Linked DNA regions of Mus musculus: region 1 is linked to region 2. The links are chromatin contacts, called in public promoter capture Hi-C maps. All regions are on one chromosome and are shown on one strand. The core of a region is the stretch at or near the end of the contact, and the rest is flanking DNA. Distances in the headings are between cores, read along the strand shown. Region 1 holds the start of Slain1os (SLAIN motif family, member 1, opposite strand). Region 2 holds the start of Uchl3 (ubiquitin carboxyl-terminal esterase L3 (ubiquitin thiolesterase)).

Evidence for each region. Promoter capture Hi-C pulls out the DNA fragments that hold promoters and counts their contacts.
Region 1: a contact with region 2 is called in a promoter capture Hi-C map of neutrophils, with 6 times the contacts expected there. The contact joins the promoter of Slain1os here to the promoter of Uchl3 in region 2. A contact is called at or near these places in 4 of 39 promoter capture datasets (hippocampal neurons, liver, neutrophils and 1 more).

What each region holds. Positions count from the first base shown.
Region 1 is chr14:103,697,603-103,701,192 of GRCm38.p6, forward strand. It overlaps Slain1os (SLAIN motif family, member 1, opposite strand), which reads right to left and starts at 1,830. Exons shown (of 3, transcript NR_045148.1): 1 at 1,689-1,830. The region is part of intron 5 of Slain1 (SLAIN motif family, member 1); the gene reads left to right.
Region 2 is chr14:101,652,071-101,655,724 of GRCm38.p6, forward strand. It overlaps Uchl3 (ubiquitin carboxyl-terminal esterase L3 (ubiquitin thiolesterase)), which reads left to right and starts at 1,897. Exons shown (of 9, transcript NM_016723.2): 1 at 1,897-2,035; 2 at 2,138-2,149. The coding sequence starts at 1,994.

The DNA of each region.
Region 1 (3,590 bases), core at 580-3,079, 2.0 Mb after region 2:
TTTCTGCTGTCCTGTCTAACTGGAGCTCTGGCCTTCTACTATGAGAGTCATTAAATGCAAATTTTTTGTTGTTGTTGTTTTGTTTGCCTGCTTCTATAAACATCTTCCAAATTCACAAATTCCTCCTTGCAAACCAGTAGCAGAGGCTTAGGAACCACAAGGTCATAGGGTCAGAGCAGCCACCCAGCTTCCAGTGTTTTGTTAGGTTTTTGATCACTATGACACATAACCAAGAGAAGCCACCTAAAGGGAAGAAAAGTCCATTTTGGTTCAGTGATGCATGTGTCAGCCCATGACTGACTGGATTGCTCTCGGTCTGAGGCATAGCAGATGTCATTCTGTGGGAACAGGTAGATGAGGAAATTGTTGACTGCCCAGTAGCCAAAAGAGACATAGGAAGGGCTTAGGGACAAGGTATGTCTTCCTGGGATATGACCAATGACCTGCTCTATCCCAGTAGGCCCCATCTCCTATTGTTTCCAGTACCTCTCAGAAAAAGGCCACCAGCTAGGAGCTGAGGCTTCAACACAGGATCCTTCTTGGTGACATTTTATGGTCAAACCACTAACATGAAAGATATGTCTATGTATATGCAAATGTTCTACAACATGCGGGGCTGGAGAGATGGCTAAGTGATGAACTGGCTGCTCTTTCAGAGGACTCCAATTTGGTTCCTAGGCCACATCATAGCTCACAACCTTTTGTAACTCTAGTTCTAGGGGATATGATGCCGTCCTTTGGACTCTGGACACTAGGCATACACAGACATACATTCAGTCAACACACCCACATGATTGATTGATTGATTGACAGATGGTAGAAATATATATGTGTGTGTGTATAGTAGAAGATATATAGATAGAATATAGAAGATAGATGGATAGTTGGATAGATAGATGTAGATGATAGACAATAGATTGATAATTTCTCAAGTTTGAAAACATCCCAAATGTTAGTCTAAGGCTTGTTTCCCAGCATTTTAGATAGAGCACTCAGCCTGTGTCATGGTTTACTGATTTTTACCAGGCTGTGAGCTCTGGACTTGGACCTTGGTTCGTTGTGAATGAATGAGTGAAATAAACATGAGTTCATGAATGAATCTATATCCATTAAATAGTTAAATTAGTAGGGTGTCTAATGAAGGCAAAGCTGATTCACGAATTTACTAATGATGCAAAACAGAGAGGCCTGTTCACTGACTGATGTCAGTTATTTTTAGACAGCAGGCTAATTATGAAGAATTTTACCTGAGGAAAAATATACATTCTAGGTCTGAGTAAATGAAGACTAACAGTGTAAGTATGAAGCAATAGAAAAATGTTTCGTCTTTAGCAAATATAGGACGATAAGGAATGTGTTGATTGTAACTTTGTGTGTGGACAATAGTCTTTGAGTGCCATAATAATTAACACAACACAAAATAGGAAGGAGTGTTCATGATTTTGGATTTCTAGCTTTGAAATACTAAAAAACTAATGCGAGCATGTTGGAAGGAAATGGCCTGTGGCCAGAGCTGAGACCATCTGAACTGCAGAGTAAATAATAATAGATTATAATTGATAGTGCCATATAAATATCTCTGGGTCCATGCTTAACAAAGCAAAAAACAAGGGATGGATGGGGGGGATTCTCTATAGGCGGGATTCTATTTAAAATACATAAAGAATTAAGATAGAAAAGTCACGTACAGGAAAGCAGAACAAACAAGAGGCATTACTGTGCATTAGGTCGGTCACTCTGCGGTTTGGATGGGAATGGCCCCCATAGCTCTACATTTGGATGCTTGGTCAACAGGGAGCATCAGGATTGGTCGATAGCATTAGAAAGGAGGAGGAGAAACAGCCTTGTCGGAGGAAGTGCGTCATTGGGGGTGGGCCTTGTTGGAGGAAGTGCATCACTGGGGGTGGGCCTTGTTAGAGGAAACTCAAAGCCCACACCAGACCAGTCTCACTCCCTTTGTTCTTGTGGCTATGGTCCCCAGCTCCAGCCCCAGCACCTGCCTGTATGCCGCCCTGCTCCTGTCATGTCAAGCCTCTCAAACTGTAAGCAAGCCCCCAGTTAATTGCTTTCTCCTTTGAGAGTGCCATGGTCATGGTGTCTCCTCACAGTAACTCAGATGTTCCCATTTCAGGTTTAGGGCTTAGGATTCTGCAGAGGCTGGGGAGAAAACTTCATCAACAAAGGACTGTGTCGTCAGACTGGACCTCGGGTTTTATGAAATCCAGGCATCATAACCTTCCTGACTTTTTCATTTCTTACTTATAAAACTCAAATGATGTCTATCTTTGCTATTTTCTTCTGGTAGCTATTATTTCTTTTTAATGTGGGTCCCTTACATATTTTGACTGTAAGGGACATAGTTCATCAGTAGGACCCTTCTTTTTTTCTTTTTTTTCTTTTTTTGTTTTTTTGAGACAGGGTTTCCCTGGCTGTCCTGGAACTCACTTTGTAGACCAGGCTGGCCCGGAACTCAGAAATTCGCCTGCCTCTGCCTCCCAAGTGCTGGGATTAAAGGCGTGTGCCACCACCGCCCAGCCAGTAGGACTCTTCTTGAAAGCTACTCTGTACTGTCATTTCAAATGAAATTGGACTTTCATTGAGTCCACCAGACACTTTTGGGTGAATCAGCAGCAGTCTAAGCATTCCATATTAATATGTAGTAAGGTTTTGTTGATTTAAATCTTATTCAATGTGTCTTGGCAATGTTTTATAGACTTTTGTTTTGAGAGATTCTATAGCTCTAAAATTAAGCTTATTTCAAAGTATTTACTTTTTTATAAATAGTGGGTTTTTTTTTCAAATTTAGCTTCTACTAGTTTTATGGTATATCAGTTTTCTCCTTTCTATAATAAAACACCTGAGAAGCAATTAAGGAAGGAGGAGTTTATCTTGGCTCACAATCCATCATGGCAGGAAGGCATGGAGCAGGTGGCTGGTCACATGACATGTGCACAGGGAGGCAATACAGGTGCTCAGCTGGATGTTTTCTTTCTGTGCAGTCTAGAACCCAGCCGATAGCATGGTGCTACCCACATTCAGGAGAGTTCTTTCCTCCTCAATTGAAGAACTCCTGGAAAGCCTTCTTTGCCCAGGGCCTGTGTTTCCATGGTGATTCTAGTCTGGTCGAGTTGACAGTGAAGAGTCACAGTCACAGATGCTAATTAGGATGTAATTGTTCTTCCTGTTTTGGTTTTCTATCCAGGGACCTTGCTGAATTCACTTCTCCTAACAGTTGAGGGGCTCAGTATGTACTCAACTTAGTAGGTTCACATTACCAACAAAGCAGGTTGAAGAATGTTCCTAAAATTGCAACTGAGACAATGCAGTCTTCCATTGTCATGAGAACAGACCACCATGTGCTGGAACACCACATAGTAACACCATAGCACGTAGGGCTCTCATGCACCTAATATCGGGTAAAAGGAGCTCCACACGAAAAGGAACATGGGATGGGATTCCAGTGTAGGGATGGGCAGCGTGCAGTGACAGAAGAGGAAATGTGTTCTCTCGGGAGATGTTCTCCCTGGGGTGGAGTATGGGAGTCTCTGAGAAGCTCGTGACACTGTCCTTCTTGAGATGGGGGATCATGA
Region 2 (3,654 bases), core at 647-3,146:
GAGGCGATGACACTGAATTTTGAGCCCCATTTTACATTTAATGAGTCAAAATCTGTGCTTCAGATTCAGGCATCATTCATAGGTATGGTCCAGTCTGAGGATTAAGGCTCTTTGTACTATGTAGGGACATCCATGCCAATGTGAGAGTTAACCTAATAGACTAGAAGTAAGGAGATTGGACGTCTGATATGTTTGCAAGGGTTTGGGGGGATCCGCAGTTCTGTGGGGTACTAGGACCACTTCTCTATGGCAAAAGACACATTATTGCTACCATCCATGTTTGGTGAAGACTTTCCAGTGTGGATGCTTTGGGGTCTCCTATGCGTTTTGCCAACAATTCATTCTCCACGGTGTGTTAGCTAAGCCTGGTTTTCTCACTGGTGTCTCAAGGTAAACTTTAGTAGGATTGTATTTTGGTTTGCTGTTGAGTTATGAGGAAGCAGACATGGTATGTCTAACAGGGAAGAAATTCTCGTGATAGAGGGATAAGGATGTTGTGTGGCGTATTGGCCAAGCACTAAGAGGAGAAACAAAATGCAGAACTGCAGGAGTCTGGAGAAAAGCGGCTGTCTGAAAATTCCCCTGGCACCCCAAACAGCCCCAGTAGAGACTGAGACTATAGCAAGCACCACAAGAGATCAGGCAACTGCAGCTAACCGATCATGAGCCCAGCATTGCCAGATTTACCAAGTCATGAGGTTGGACAGATATGGCATCAAGCCATCAGACAAATAGGGAGGAGTCAAGGGATTACAAGAGTCACCGGGTTATAAAAATAATAGCCAGAGCATGCGTGGGAGAGTTGGAAATTTCCCAAGAAGGACAAATTCAGCATAATAATATTTTTCTCACTTCTTAACTAACCTTTCCCTGAAATCCTTCTCTTCGATACAGAATAGTAATATATATCAGATCAAATTTCTGGAGTCCTGCCATGACTCTTGGTTCCTACATATCAAAAGGATTGCTCCTTGAAATATCTTCTGCTTCTCTGTCTTCATAAATGTTACCTTGTGTCAACTTTCCTGTTTTTGCATTTCCCCACATAACTGACAGATGGTATTTCTGCATACATGATTATTCCACTTCTCTCTCCTTTGTGACACTGAGATTGGGCCCAGGGCCTCAAGCATGCTAGACAAGTGCTCTACCATTTCTCAAATAGCCCTTGAGAAATCTCCTATGTACTAGCCATTGAGTTAAACCCTGAAAAACAAACAAACAAACAAACAAACAAACAAAATCATTACATTTGTCATCCTGAAATTTAGTGGGATGGCGAATGGATTTCAAAATGCTGTTTAAAGTCCTTCAGTTTGTACCAAACAGTACATTGCCTGATTTCCTCTTTGTAGTGGCTCCATATTGTTTCTCAAGCAGAACTGAGTATCTATCTACCTATCACCTATATCCACCATTTACCTATTACCTGTATCTCGGGCAGTGCAATAACAGATAAGGCCAACATATCATTCCAGTATCCTCACAAAGGAGCAGGAAGACCATGATTCCAAGGAGTCAACCCCTCTGGCTTGGCTGCCTTAAGGCTAGCAAACCGGTCCCACTCTCACAGAGTAGGAATCCATGACGCGCCCCCTAGAGCTTCTGGTTGGCATTGCAAGAAGGTGAGGTTGCCTGCGAGCACGCGGCCCGGTGGCGCATGCGTAGAACTCGGGAGCTCGCTCGGGGGAAGGGAGAGTCCAAGTGTGAGGGGAGTTCACCGTTGATCAAAGCTTCTTTTTCTCATGAACTAGGACATGGCTCAGGCTTATCAGTTTAATTTGCCTTTTAACTTCATTAGTAACTCCAGGGCTGAGTCTCCGTAGGGAGAGATCAAGCGTCTTGGGGGTCGTGGAAGTCCATTCGTTGGTTTCCCCCTCGGGGCGGCGTTTGGATGGTGCCGGCCGGAGCGCGCGGGGGCGGAAGCGGCGGCGGCGGCGGCTGCGGCGGTGGTGGCGGCTGTCAGAGCTGGAGAGCGGCCGGCGGAGCAGTCATGGAGGGTCAACGCTGGCTGCCGCTGGAGGCCAACCCTGAGGTGAGCGCGGCCGGGTTCCGCAGCCAGGGCCTGAGCGGGTCGGGAGGCCGGCGCCAGCCCGCATGCGCGCGTCGCTAAACCCTCTTCTGTGTCTCGTTTCAGGTCACCAACCAGGTGAGTGCGGTCGGTGCCTGTCACCCCGGACCCCGGAGTCCTTCCCGCCTTCCCCGCCAGCCTCCCCGCTGGCCTTCACCTCTGCATCCCCAAGGATCCAGGGATCTCATCCCGGGCGGGCAGGCGGCCCCAGGCTGCGGCTGTGGGCGGCTCCGCCCCTCTCGGGCCACCACCTGGCTCGGGGAGATGCCGGTGCAGCGAGCGTCCTCTGTCCCTCCGTCGGACCCCGCGTCGCCGGCGCTGCCTGGGGCACCCGGGGTCTGAGGTTTGGTAGCCCCTCGCCTGGTATCCCCACCCCGTGCCTTTCCCCATCTTGGTTCGTCTCCTTGCCGTTGCGGGTTCCATCCTGTTCCTTGACCCTGTCCCTTCTAAGGTGACTAATTTGCCAACACTTCCTGACTCCCGGCTTTGTAAACTTGCCCACCCAGTTCTGGTAATTCCATCCACCTCCTGTACAATGAAATCACCTTTCAGTCATCTCTTGCCCCATCGAGGTCCTTCTCTTCCCTGCCACGCCCCCTTTCTCTCCCCGTCTTTCGAAGGTGGACCTGGTCCTTGCCTCCTGTACCACACAAAGCCCGGTTTAATGGTTGTCCTGCAATGCGTAGCCACCTGCTACTCTTAAAAGGGAGTTTGTTTTGGATACTGAAGGTTGGGGCTTGGGATGCCTTTCAGACCCCAAATTAGGTGGTGGAATGCATATATATATATATATATATTTGCACAGATATGTATTAATTAGCCTTTTTTTCTGCTCTCAGATTTAGTTCACCTTTAACAGTTCTCTTAGTTTGTTATATAGTTTTCTTCCTTTTCTTCCATCTTTCTTCTCATAACCGAAGGATAAAGATCTATTATCAACGTTTAAAAATGCTTTTTTGAGACCAGACATCGTGGTACATGTCTGCCAGTATCAGCGTGTGGGAGGCTGAGGTAAAGAGGATTTTGAGTTCCAGCCCAGCCTGAATTGAAATGCTGCCTAAAAACCTGCTCCCTTCCTCCAATTATTATTATTATTATTGTTATTTTTAACGGTTTTTTTAAAAGCATTTTAGCAAATTCTTTGTATAAAACACACAGGCTTTATGTTAGAGGTGACATCCTTTGTCTTTTGGAATTTTTGAAAGTGTTTTCATTTATTTTGTTTCATTTATTGTTTCATTGATTTCGGGTGGAGGTCAGAGGACAACTTTCTAGATTCAGTTCTCTCAGTCCCTCAGGTGGGTCCTTGGGATTAAACACAGGTCTTCTGTATTTGCTGGTGGGAGGAGCCTTGACTCACTGGCCTGACTCCCTGTAGCTTATGTGGGTTTGTTATATATTTTTGTTAGCATCAGTTCCTATCTTCTTAGTAAGGTGAACTGTGTAAAGTTTAAAAGCCAGCACTTCCCCGTTGCCTTGCTGTTCACAGCACCCTTTCTGGAAGAGGCCAAATTCCTTTTGTTCTTGACTTTGAAATTTGCTCATCTCTTTCCCTAGTGCATTTTATTTTGTCAAGAGAAAAA